Regions from separate parts of the Mus musculus genome. Here all the other regions are linked to region 3. A link is a contact called in public Hi-C and HiChIP or PLAC-seq data. All regions are on one chromosome and are shown on one strand. Each heading gives the region's core, a stretch centred on a gene start, on an enhancer-like site or on the middle of the called end of the contact. The rest is flanking DNA. Distances are from core to core; before and after follow the strand shown.

Region 1 (4,096 bases), core at 360-2,859, 140 kb after region 3:
ATCACCTTCTTCTGATCTCCGTGGGCACTGGGCTTGCACATAGTACACATAGATACATGCAGCCAAAACACTGATACACATAAAATAATTTTAAAAGCCACTGAAAACTCATATTAAATAGTCAAAAGTTTTGAAAGATACACTTGGATGACTTACCTACTAAAGTTTTAAGTATTAGAGGCAATCCAGGAAGTCATACAGAGCACGTAAATTACTATTCACATGAACCATCACTATGTATGCCCATGTCACACCTTCAGAGTTTTGCTTCTCCTATCGTTTACCATTTAAATAGTTCTTACTTTAAGGGAACAGGGTGATGGCACAGTAGGACCCAAGTACACATGCCAGCACCTGCATTAGGCTGCTTACAGTTGCCTGCTCCAAGCAGGGGATCTGATACCCCTAGTCTCCATGAGCATCCACAGATACAAATAATTAAAAATAATTTTTAAGAATAGTTTTTACTTTAAAAATTTAAGAAACATATTATCATTTGTATTTGCTTGATCAACTTTAAAATAAAAAATTGTCTACTATAGGAAGCAGAGGAAGCCCTGAGTGTGTGTAGTCCTGGGTGAATGTGTAGTGTCAACATGGGCACAGCCATGCCAAGGTCTCCAAGGCCTTGGACCCATGGGAAATTGTCAAAGCCATTGCCATGTGGGCCAGGTTCAAGAGGGAAAAGCTTTCCTCCAGAGTCTTGTGTGTAAGGAAGTGACCTCTGAAAGCAGCAACTGAAGCTCCCTCCTCCCAGATATTTACAGCCTCAGCCTGACTGCTGTTTACAAGACTAGCCCCTCCCCACGTCCAGTCCCTAAAAAACACACTGAGGTTCTGAGTTGCCCACGGTAGCAAGTAGTAGTACCCCATCTGACCCCTGCTTTGCTGTGTGTTGTCTGTGCGTCCTTTCTTCATTCCCTCACCATCCCTAGTCAGGGTTTCAGGACCCAAGACAGTAGGGTCTCAGCAGTCTACTATAAGGCTTTTGATCTGTGTTGAAGAGGAATAAAAATATAGGAAGGCAAAGTATTAATTATTTATAATCAATTATCAGTGCAAATCAAGGTTTTTCTTATAATATAACCAAAAGACAGAGTTTGGAATATGGTTGATATAAACTATAGTTATTTTGTAATAATAAAAGGGAAAAAGAAGGCAACGTTTTATTTAGTGCACACACACTTTTTTTTTTTTAAGTTTAGGACCTTCCACATCGTACAGTTTGTGAACTCAGTTGCTTCTCTTTTGCTGTAATACCATCAGGCTTTTCAGTCATGAGGGCTAATGTGGATTCACCCATAGTTTTAAACCTATAAATTCTGATCCAATACGTTACTTATCAAACAGTTATTTGCTGAACATTGTCAGTATTTCAGGCTCCATGTTTGACCCTCAAGATTCAATGCTAAACAGACTGGCATGGCCCTTCCTGTTCATAGAGTTCAATAACCAAAAGAAGGACAGGCAAGCGTCAGAAGCACAAGATAAAGCCACGAGGTAAAAAGACAAGAACCATCCAGAGTTCACAGCGATCAAGAGAAGCCCTTAAGGCTGAATGATAATGAGCAAGGCAGGGAGAGAGGATGAGGAAAGGGCCTGTGACATGTGACATGTGAGCTCAGAGGCAAGAGAAGTGCTGGTAGAGCTCAGAGAGGCTTAGTTTAGGGAAAGTGTTGCAGGGAAGGGAAATGGCAAACAGGTGAACAAGGGGTCAGACAGAAGCCATGTCCAAACTATTCGGTCAGTGGTAAAGTTCAAAACAAACAAAACCTATCCTGAACATAATGCCTGGCCAGGGAAGAGTGTTGAATAGTCAGTCATATAAAATACAAGTCAGGGGTATCCTCCCTGATGCAGTGCGAAGTGGGATGTCAGGACCAGGCATGGTTACATATACCTTTTATCTGAGCACTCCAGAGACAGAGTCAGGCAGATCTCTGTGAATTTGAGACTAGCCTGGTATTCATAGTGAGATTCAGACCACCCAGGGCTATGTAATACTATCTTGAAAGGAAATGGGTTGGCAGAAATAACTGGAATAGGAAATTGCTAAGAAATAACAAAAGAACTTGGTAGGTTAGCAGTATAGCTCTGTGTTAGAGTGTACACTTTGCATGTGCGAAGTGCAAAGGTTTGATCACTAGCACTGCTAGTTAACTGTTAAAAAGCTTTGATTTCTTTCCTTTCTTCCCTGTTTTCTGGTACTCATACTCAGATAGCTAGTATAATGCCTAAGTACAGTTGACACTCAATAGCAATATCATTCAGACTACATAGGAATATAGTTCACCTTAAACTGCACGCCTTGTTCATGATACCTATATTATCATGTCTTGTATATAGGTAAAATGAGCTATTTCTTCCAAACAAGATTATTAGGATGAGCTACTAAGAATATTTCTAAGTCAAAAACTTCATATCAGAAAACATGTCTCTTTTTAAAACAAATTCATGAAAATCATGATTTAAGGTAGAAATTTTAATTCCATCTCAACACACTACAGTGTCCAAAATGTTCATAACTATTTGAAGTTTATATTTAAGGCATTTCTAGTATAGGGGAATGCCAGGGCCAGGAAGTTGGAGTGGGTGGGTTGGGGAGCGGGGGGGGGGGGGAGGAGATAGGAGATTTTTGGAGAGGAAACTAGGAAAGGGGATAAGATTTGAAATGTAAATAAAGAAAATATCTAATTAAAATTTTTTAAATATATTTAAGGCATTTATTTGCACTGCCTGTTTATAGTACTCAATGGTGCCATCTAGTGGTAAAAGAAGATTCAGCACTATTACTCTGCTTCGGGGACAGGTTTTGTTTTATTTCAAGTCAATTTTATATTAAAAGCTTGATGTAAAAGCCAGACACAAAGTACAAAAATAATTATTGTAAAATTTATATACATGATTCTTATAAATAACATACTAACATACAAGGAATAAAATAAATAAATAACATTCAAGGAATAAAAGAAAGAAGAACAATGTTAGATATCATAATTTAGCCCTGACTGTCCTAGAACTCAATCTGTAGGTCAGGCTGGCTTTGAACTCAGAGATCCCCTGCCTCTCCCTGAGATTAAAGTGCTGGGATTAATGATGTATCCCTCCACCACTTGGTTTAAAACACGTTTTTCAAAAGATACTTGAGAAAGTGAAAAGAGCAGCCCATAAAATGAAAGGAAATATTTACAAATTATTTATCTTGCAAAACTCTGCTATATACAATACATAAAGAGTTATTGCCATTTGAAATCAGAAATAGACTCCAACTGAGATGTATGAAGCAGAGGCTGGAGATGTAGCTCAGTTAGTGAACTATTTGGCCAGCAGTTCAGTTTCTATTACTGTATAAACCAGGTGTGGCAGCACATACCTGGAATCTCAGGTGGAAACTAAAGGGTCAAAAGCTAAGGGTGGGCCAGTGAGATGGCTAAGTGGGTAGAGGCACTTGTGTGCAGGCCTAACAATCTGAGTTGGATCCCCAGATTCTGCAGCACAGCGGGGAAAAAAAATCAGAATTGTACTCTGACTGCCACATATGCACCATGATGCATGTATGTCTTCTGTAAGTAAATATTTTTCTTTGAAAGTTGGAAGTACTTTTAGTTGTATTACAAGTTCAAGTGGTGCTACAGGAGACCCTGTCTCAAAAAAAAAAAAAAGCCAAAGGTTTGAATTAGATAATTCGCCATAGAAAATAGATCAGTATATAGCAAAACATGTAAGGGACTCACAGACAAGTAACTCCAGTCTAAGGAGATCTGATGTTCTCTTCTGACTGCCATGAACACTGTACACTCTATGTGTGTACAGACAGACATTCAGGCGAACACTCATCCACATAAAATAATAAAATATCAACAATAATACCAATAAAGAGCACAATGAATAACACACACACACACACACAAATAAGTGGTGGCAAGGACACAGAGAATCTTCATGAATTGTTGGTTGATAGGGTGCAGCACTCTGGAAAACAAAGTTGCCATATGGCCAAAGGCAGTTCTACTCCTGTGTGTCTCCCCTGGGAACTAGAAGCAGGTGCCAACGCTAAAATAAAGGTAGAAGTGAAACTCTAAAACAAAAACATTTT
Region 2 (4,236 bases), core at 934-3,433, 210 kb after region 3:
ACACGAGAACAGGATTGGACAGGAGACAAATGCACAGAGAAGCGTCGGGGTTAAAGATATTAAGGTAAGCAGCCAGCTTGGGGAGGACTCAAGAGGCCTCCACTGCCCTCGCTCACATCCCCAGGAGTTACAGACTGATGAGGTGCCAAGGCTGAGCACAGCAAAGAGGCAGGCACAAGCAGCTCTGATCACTCACAGACAACTCACCTCCAGTCCTCATGTCGGGTGGAGATGGCATCCTTTGGTTCGGACTTCAACTTTTCTGAGAACTTGGCTAGCAGTTCAGCCTTCTCTAGGAGATGGTTATCTGGGGATGCAAAAGGGTGAGCCTGTGGCAAAGGCAGAGCCGCTTGCCAACAAACTCCCGACATACAAGCTACCTCATACTGGGATGGCTGCAGGAGCCCAGGGGTCTTGGGAATAAAGAAGCCTCTGAAGGCTGGGCTCTGCCCCTTCCTGGGGGAATATCTGTATCTGGCAAAGCCTCATCACAGCACAGGCCCACAAGCCCACCCAGGAGACAAGGACAGAAAGACCACCAATGCTGGGGACAAACATGGCTAGGTAGCACTTGAAGAGAGAACAGAAGGAAAGCAAGGGGCCTGGGATTAGTTCACCTCTGCCAGGGACAAAGTCTGGACCCAGAGCATGTTGAAATAAACAAAACCACCTGTGTATGGCCTCCAGCAAGTCGCTTCCCCTCCAAGACCTCAAGGTTTACAGTTAAGTAATTCTCACTTCCACGCAACAGCTTCCCCCAGGTCAATATTGAAAGCCCTTGAGCAATTATCGAACAAATCTTCCCAAGATAGGTGGTTAGACCTTGGACCCCCTCACCCACATTCCTTCCAGCTGTTTTGTTTTGTTTTGTTTTGTTTTGTTTTGTTTTGTTTTGTTTTAAACCAATTCCAGGCAGACTGAGGCTGCTAACCTCAGGCCAGATCCTCACCTCCCTTCCTTCTCTGTCTGAGGTTCCTGGACCCTGACAAATTCTCAAAACTACCTGAGACCACAAGGCATTGCAAGCACCCCTACCCCGGCATACAAGGTCACAATGTGCCTCATTTGCAAGTAAGAAATCTGAGGTAAAGGACTTGAATTACCCCAAACCACAGACCTGGGTCTCTAGGTTCCCAGTCTTGCAGTTCTCCTGGGTGGTCCCTCCCTTAAACCGATAGTCCCACTGCCCATCAGAGCAGTTGGAGAAGTGGGGTTGTCTGGAGGTAGAGGTATCCAACCCCAAGAGAGGGCCAGCCCTCACAAAGTTCCAAGGAAAACAAATTTGATTGCGTGGGTGCATCAAAATTAGCACCAAGTGAGGAAGAAGTAGGGAGTATGGTTAGACTTTCAGCCTCAAACACACAATCACAGTCCACCAAAAGGCAGTAAATACAGATGCACTCCAGTGTTCCTCGGATGGAGTGCACACATCTCCTCCTCCTAGCCAAAGTGCCCAGAAATAACCACATGAGAATTTAACTTCCGCCGCGCGACAAACAACCTAAAGGAACCCGGAGCCCCATTCGAGCTACGATCCGCTAGGCACTGAGGTACTCCACGAACGTACGCCAGTATAACCTATCCGTACCAGAACCTACCAGAGACTTTCGCTCCTTCCTTTCAGCTACCGTGGCTGTTCTGGCCACGCCTGCCTTCTTTAACTGGGCTCTGGGACCAAATGGACTGACCAGGCCTTGCCCTAGGGACGGCCTGAAAGAAGGACTCGACAAAACCATCACTGAGACAGAGCTTGTGTCTAGGATGCTCAAGGGAGGCAGAGCTGAGTCTTTGGGGCTAAGCAGCACCAGAGCTGGAAACAGCAGGCAAGCCAATGCGGAGAGGGGCGTAACAGGTTCCAAGACGCAAAGCCCTCGGGAACCGTGACGGCGCCGCTGCCCTGAGTCACAAGTCGAGTGGCGGGACAAGCCCTCTCCCCGAGCGGGGAGTCCCACCTCCTCAAAGCCAGTCATCCCCGAGCCCCCAGGGACGCACTCACAAGCCGGCACTAGCTCCAGGAAGAGCGCCTTTTGCGTGCGGTCCCGATGCCGCAGCTGCCGCACGATGTGGCGCTTCCAGACAGCGGCGGGCGCGCAGGGATCGCAGGGGGCGCCAGGTCCTGCCATGGCCGCCGAGTCCCTAGCGGCCGCGCAAAGCTCCAGCCCGAGCAGGGGGGCGGAGCCTCCCGGGGACTCCATGACGTCAGGGCGGCAGCAGCGGGGAATCCCCGGGCTGTACCAAGCGCTTTTGTCGGGGAGATCTGGACACCTCAAAGCAGGTGCTGCTGCGGCCCAGCAAAAACCCTCAGTCCCAGAGGTGTGCGTTTCTGTCCCGGAGTAAGCAGCAGGGATTGAAGCCTCCCTGTCGCCTGTGGGCGCGTCCAGGGCGGGGCCTCAAGGTCGCCTTCCTTAACCTCTTGGTGCCTGGACCAGTGTCAGAAGCTGAGGATGCAGAACTCACTAAGTTACCCCGGAAGGGGAGACCCTACCACCAGGGGCTGTACAGAGACAAGCACCAGGCACAAGCAGTCTAAGAGAGAAGACTGCCTGAAGGAGCCCCACTGTCACCTACAAGGTGACAGTTGAGTGGGGGTTTATGAAGGACCAACTAAGACCGTTACCCAGAGGGAGCGGAGACAAAAGGACTCTTAAGCTCTGGAAAGAACAAGTAGACATGGTCTGATGACATGAAAATTTCCAATGCAGGCGGGCGTTGGGAGTAGCTCAGCGATAGGGTTTTTGCTAACCCTGCGCGGGGGCCTAGATTCAAGGTCCAGCGCTTCAGAGTTGTTAGGACAGGACGCAGAACTGTCCGTGGGAGGAGCAAGATTTAGAGGTCCAGTTGGTAGCAAAATTTAGGGCTCTAAGAAAAGACTCCGTTTATCTGGAAAACCCCAGGCTCAGAGGAGAGAAGAGGCTTCCTCGTTTGCAGCTGTGTGTAGTAGGGAGCTGAGCTAGCCAGCAACCCAGAGTTCTAACTCAGGGCCTATCTGCTGCCTCTCTTGGACAGCACAGACATCTCTTGTGGGTACATTTGACAGTGAATCTGGGCTCACGGGGAATTGTAATGAAATTGTCTCTAGCAAAGAATTCTGCAGATACAGGCTGTGGTAAAGAATGACAGGAGAGGGCTGGTGAGATGGCTCAGTGGGTAAGAGCACCCGACTGCTTTTCTGAAGATCCGAAGTTCAAATCCCAGCAACCACATGGTGGCTCACAACCACCCGTAATGAGATCTGACTCCCTCTTCTGGAGTGTCTGAAGACAGCTACAGTGTACTTACATATAATAAATAAATAAATCTTTAAAAAAAAAAAAAAAGAATGACAGGAGAGACTCAGTGGGCCTAGCCTTACAATATGACATACTGAGGAAGGTTCAGCTTCAAGCCCTGTTTTTAGCTAGGGAAGGCAGACCTGGTTATCCCTAAGAAATAAACCGATGGGAGGGAAAAGGCAATATCAGGAAGCCCTCTAGGCCCTGCAGGGGACAAGCCTTGAGATACTGGGGTCTCAAGTTGGGGGTCTGTTACAGGACTTGAAAAACAGTAAAGGCAAGTGACACCCCAGGGGAATATGTATCTGTTGTTCGGTGAAGCTATAGTGAAGCTGAGCATAATGGCCCATGACTGTAATCCCAGCACTGATGCCAGCCTGGGGTACATAGTAAGTTCCAAGCCAGCTTGGGTTACATAACAAGACTCTATCTCAAAACACTACAAACTGGCCTCAGTCCCCCTTGTGTCTGTCTTGGATACCCCCTGCCTTTGCACTGTACTGTGCCCAGTATTCCTGCTGGAAGTCTGGCTCTGCTCACACATCATATCCAGAAGCACTTCCTGGGGCCTGAGGCTTCTGTGACAACAGCCCCCCCCCCCCAATCCCCAGGTCCTACACAGTGTGCTGCATCTTTAGGTAGGAAGTCATGTTGTGGCAGGTTTTTTAATAATTGTAAAAGATTTCTTTTTAGGCGCGCACATGTGTGGGTATGTGTGTGTGCACGTGCACGAGTGCAGGTGCATCAGAACCCCTGGAATTAAAGTTAGAGCCAGTCTGACTACTAATGTGGGTGCTGGGAAACTCACTCATGTCCTCAGCTAGTGCCTCAGACATTAACTGCTCTTAACCACTGAGCCATCTTTTCAGCACACCTAATGCCTTTTGGACTCACAAAATGCTGCTCCAAATTTTAAACTAGTTTTGTCATCTTTGAATGGTAGGGGAATCAAAGAGTATGGTGA
Region 3 (4,126 bases), core at 1,064-3,563:
GATAATATTTGAAATGCAAATAAATAACCAATAAGAAAGAAAGAAAGAGAGAGAGAAAGAGAAAGGAAGGAAGGGAGGGAGGGAGGGGAGAGAGAGAGAGAGAGAGAGAGAGAGAGAGAGAGAGAGAGAGAGAGAAAGAAAGAAAGAAAGAAAGAAAGTCAGTCAATTGAGTAAAGGGCCTCACCCTGCTTAGGATGGGAGAACTGGGAGGGCTTCTCAACAGACTCTTAATTTGAAGTCTAGACCACCTTTGGGCATTGGGTGGGCCCCAGGGTGGGAGTGAAGGATGGAGGGAATGAGGATACTGGGAAGGAGGTAGTCCTGGCACTGCCAGTCTCCTGAGCCGAGAGCAACCTGTGTTAACCAGGATGGAGATGGGGAGAGTGGCTTTGAGTCCTTGCCAGGGTTGAGTTGGTGTTGAGTGTTTCATCAGTATACTTCAGAGGGCTACGCTGGGCTCTGTCTTTCCAGGAGCTCAGGATGCTCCACCCCTGGAAGTGATCCTGAACAGCTGGGGCTGGGTCTCTACTCACAATGTCCAGCTCATGGCTTTCTTCCTGATGATCCTAACCTTCTCTGAGCTGTTCCCTTCATACCTGGCAGACACCCGGCCTCCTAGAAACACCACTTTTCTGCCTTTAGTTCCCCACGACGGTACCCAGGTCAGCCAGGGGACCCAAGGAGAATATGGAAAAATGACTCCATTGCAATGTGAAATCCTAGTGTGTTGGAACCAGAAGGGGCTGTAGGTTTTGCCTAGCTCCATTTTCTATTTTACAGTGAAGAATCTCAGACCCAGACTGAGAGACTCAAAGGTTGCTCAGTGACTTGGGAACAGACCTCATAGCAGCACCTCGCAGGGAAGAAGCAATCCCTTTGGCTAGAGCAGGAAGTCTCAAACTTGATAAGTTTCCATATAAGATGCTGCCAGGCAGTCACCTTAGGAGATGGCCCCAGCTTGCTGATAAGGCTGGCCATGGGTGTTGACAAAGAAGAACCCTCTTGGTGAGACACTCTGCATTTAGCCAGAATGTTTTATTAATTTGCTTAGGTCATCATTATAGTACAAGTAGCAAATTTAATAATTTAGGTAGAAAAGTCACAGATATCACAAATAAGGCAGAGAACTTTAGCTAGTGAGACACTGGAAAAAATCCTAGGTAGAAAGCTACAGAGAAGAGACCCAGGGGCATTCCAGGTCTAAACTGAAGACGCAGTTGTGCTACAGAACTGTGGCAAGGGTGGGGTGGGAGGATGCACCCCTGCCCTGTGCTCACCCACCACCCCAGTCCTCTCCCTTTGAAACACAAGCCTGGCAGTATCCTTCCTGTGCTTTCTATCACACAAGGACATGCAGATCCAGATAGCTCAGAGTCCACCTGGGCTAGAGAAGCCCCTTGCAGGACTTGGGTTCTTGTCTGCAATGTGATGGAGTGGACTTACCTGGAGAAGTTTGTGGAGATAAAATTAGGGGAAGGGTGCAGGGACAACCATTCTTTCCGGTTACCATTGCAAGCTAGGCATGTTTTCTGGTAGATAAGTGTGGGAAGGGGTTGCGTTACCCTTTATTGCACTGTTTGCGCCCTTCCCCCTTCTCTTGATGCCTTTTTGAGACAGGGCCTCATTACATTGCTTAGGTTTACTTTCAACTAACTCTAGCTCAGGCTGGGCTGGCCTCAGACTTTATGTTCCTGCTTCAGCCTCCTGGGTGCTTGGATTACAGGCAAGTACCACCACACCTGGCTACCCCACCTCTGAAATGTCCTGTTTCAGAAACAATATAAGAGGAAAAGGCCTGGGTCTGAAAAGGACTGGTAATCACTCCACAGTGTTAGCCCCACAGCTGGAAGTTGGCATTTTCCTCTCTAGATTATTATCTGATTCTTGTGGAAGTCCTGAGAGTTCCTCCAGATCCAACTTCCTTCTCTCCCACAGTGATCTCAGGACACTGGCATTTTCATTACCCACAAACAATGGGAAGATCGCTCCTGTCATTTATATGTCCCTGGGGTCCAGAAGTTCATCTGAACCAGAAAAGGTACCAAATAGCTGCCTAAGTAAATTGGTGGAGGGCAAGGACTCTAAGCAGGTCTGGACTGTGCCATAGGTCTGCACCTGAATACGCAAAAGGAAGCAGGATCCAGTGACAATCAAAGGGACAAGTGCATACAGTAGGCCTAGCAGGGATCTTGGGAAAAGCCGGGCCAGCTGATCTCAGGGCTCAGGCCACTGCTTTTGGTTTGCTCTCTGCTGTTCTCCTTGATTTTCTGGCTCAGCAACGCCCAGGATTCTGGGCATGTCTGGCCTTCTAAAAATACCCAGGCTGCCCAGAGCCTCCCAGATGTCTGAGCGCTGAGTCTGTGATTTCCCTGCCTGTAATGGGTCAGCCCAGACAGACATGGGCAGCCTAGGGTGGCTCCTGCCACTTCCTCTGCCTCCCACCCACCAGCCCACCAGGAGCTCAGCCCCACCTCCCTACCCTTGCACAGCAAAGGGGGCCAGACCTCATAGACTGCTGACTCCAGGTCTTCCTCGGGAAAGATGAGAAAACTAATATCCAAAGACCTGTCCAAGACCCTCTCTACCCGCTCCCCAGGTGCCTCTCTTCTGTATGGCGCCTGGAGACCTGGGCTTTGAGTCCAGTCTGACTGCCTAGCTTATCAATTGGAAACTTCTAACAACAGAGACCAGAGGAACCCTGAGTCTCCAAGGCACTGGAAAGATATCCCACCCAGGGGTCACATTAGTGAGTAGAGATGAGTAGATAGGACCCCAATGGGAGAGAGAAGCTTTGCATTCTAGCCCAGGGTCAGCTGCCATGACACTGTGCCTTCATCAATTCTTGCCATCCTGAAACAATGAGCTGGCACCCACTCTGCTGGGAGTTCCTGTCTCTTCTGCTTCGTGGTGTGGGAGAAGGCCACACCCTCCTGATTGCATCCTGCTCTACGTTCTTAGCTTTTTGATCCCTCTCCAGCAACACCCCTGCCCCAGCCTAGTTCTACAAATGATATCAATTTTACCTCTGGCTCCAGATGCTAGGGGCGAACAACCACTCTCTTAATTCACTATGTGACCTTGAGCAAGGAAGGCATTGGCTTTGGGGTAGTTACAGTTTCATGACTTTTAGATTGGAGAAATGAGCCAGGCATGGTAGTGTACATCTATAATCGCAGCCCTGGGGAGGCTGAGGAAGCCGGAGTGTGGTGAGTTTGGGGTTACCCTGGACTACATAGCAGGTAGCAGGTCAGCCAGTGTTATAGAGCAAGACCCCGTTTCAAAAAAATAAAAAATAAATAAATAAATAAAGCTGGGTGCGGTGGCTCACACCTTGAGTTCCAGTCCTAAGGAGACAGAGGCAGGCAGATCTCTATAAGTTTGGGGACAGAATGGTTTACATTGTGATCGCCAGGCCCACCAGGACTAAATAGTAAGTCTCTGTCTCAAAACATAATTAATAAATCAATTAATTTTAAAAAGTGGAGAGCTGGTCTGGGGACGAAACCCTGTGGTAGGGAACTTTCCTGGTATGTTTGAGAGTTCCTGGGTTTAAGCCACAATCCAAAAGCAACATTGTAAGGCAGAACAAAACAATAGAGTGTTAAAAGTGATTCAGTGGTAGGACACTTGCCTAGCATGTGAAAGCCCTAGCACTTGATCCCCAACATGGCCAATAAATGAGTTATTTGATGTAGTTGAAAGGAGATGTTCTATCTTAGGTCATGGTCATTGCCTACAGAAAGGCCTCCATGGGGCTGGCATGATGGCTTAGTCAGTAAAAGGCACTTGCTGTATAAAACTGAGGACCCAAGTTCAATCCCCTGGACCCACAAGAAAGTGGAAGAACAGAACCGACTCCACAAAGCTGTTTTCTGAGCTCCACACTAGTGCGGCAGTCCACACTGGATAGTCACTATCTCTCTATGCAGTTGTTCTCTATCGGGTGGGGAGAGAGAAAGCCAGATAGCTCTAGGGCCGACTATAGATTCTACATAGATAGAATTCCCCCAGGAGGGTTGTTAGCTGATAAAACTTGAGGAAAGGCAAAGAATTGTGTTGAAATCAGGCCTCCTGCATCAGAATGGATTGCACTAATTGGCAAGTTGGGCTATTCCTTGCCCCTCCC

The links. Hi-C and Micro-C count contacts between places; a contact is called where the count stands out from the background. HiChIP or PLAC-seq counts read pairs in DNA pulled down with a chosen protein or histone mark.
Region 1: a Hi-C map of bone marrow-derived macrophages shows a contact between it and region 3, with 41 read pairs. The contact joins two enhancer-like sites. A contact is called at or near these places in 2 of 15 datasets of contacts at CTCF or cohesin (CD8 T cells and the NIH/3T3 cell line), 15 of 484 Hi-C or Micro-C datasets (the 63-12 cell line, the HPC-7 cell line, bone marrow-derived macrophages and 7 more), 10 of 115 datasets of contacts at active chromatin or transcription factors (the 230-238 cell line, CD8 T cells, the HPC-7 cell line and 7 more) and 3 of 9 other capture datasets (adipose tissue, liver and pancreatic islet).
Region 2: a contact with region 3 is called in an H3K4me3 HiChIP or PLAC-seq map of bone marrow-derived macrophages, with 4 times the contacts expected there. The contact joins the promoter of Atg16l2 here to the enhancer-like site in region 3. A contact is called at or near these places in 10 of 39 promoter capture datasets (3T3-L1-derived adipocytes, HPC-7-derived erythroid cells, the SN4741 cell line and 6 more), 1 of 15 datasets of contacts at CTCF or cohesin (CD8 T cells), 6 of 484 Hi-C or Micro-C datasets (B cells, bone marrow, embryonic fibroblasts and 2 more), 29 of 115 datasets of contacts at active chromatin or transcription factors (the 230-238 cell line, the HPC-7 cell line, SST interneurons and 22 more) and 3 of 9 other capture datasets (adipose tissue, liver and pancreatic islet).

The regions. Positions count from the first base shown.
Region 1 is chr7:101,228,887-101,232,982 of GRCm38.p6, forward strand. All of the region lies in intron 8 of Fchsd2 (FCH and double SH3 domains 2), which reads left to right. Among named protein-coding and RNA genes, the nearest start is that of Gm50587, 28 kb to the right of the region's middle. Within about 2 kb of position 1,610, at least 15 of the 459 cell types and tissues checked have an H3K27ac peak or open chromatin away from gene starts, as enhancers often do. A contact at or near this core is called in bone marrow-derived macrophages and microglia, where this site is marked.
Region 2 is chr7:101,299,905-101,304,140 of GRCm38.p6, forward strand. Atg16l2 (autophagy related 16-like 2 (S. cerevisiae)) reads right to left here and starts at 2,184. Exons shown (of 18, transcript NM_001111111.1): 1 at 1,997-2,184; 2 at 208-307. The coding sequence starts at 2,123.
Region 3 is chr7:101,086,543-101,090,668 of GRCm38.p6, forward strand. No RefSeq gene overlaps it. Among named protein-coding and RNA genes, the nearest start is that of Fchsd2, 20 kb to the right of the region's middle. Within about 2 kb of position 2,314, at least 50 of the 459 cell types and tissues checked have an H3K27ac peak or open chromatin away from gene starts, as enhancers often do. A contact at or near this core is called in CD8 T cells, SST interneurons, VIP interneurons and 5 more, where this site is marked.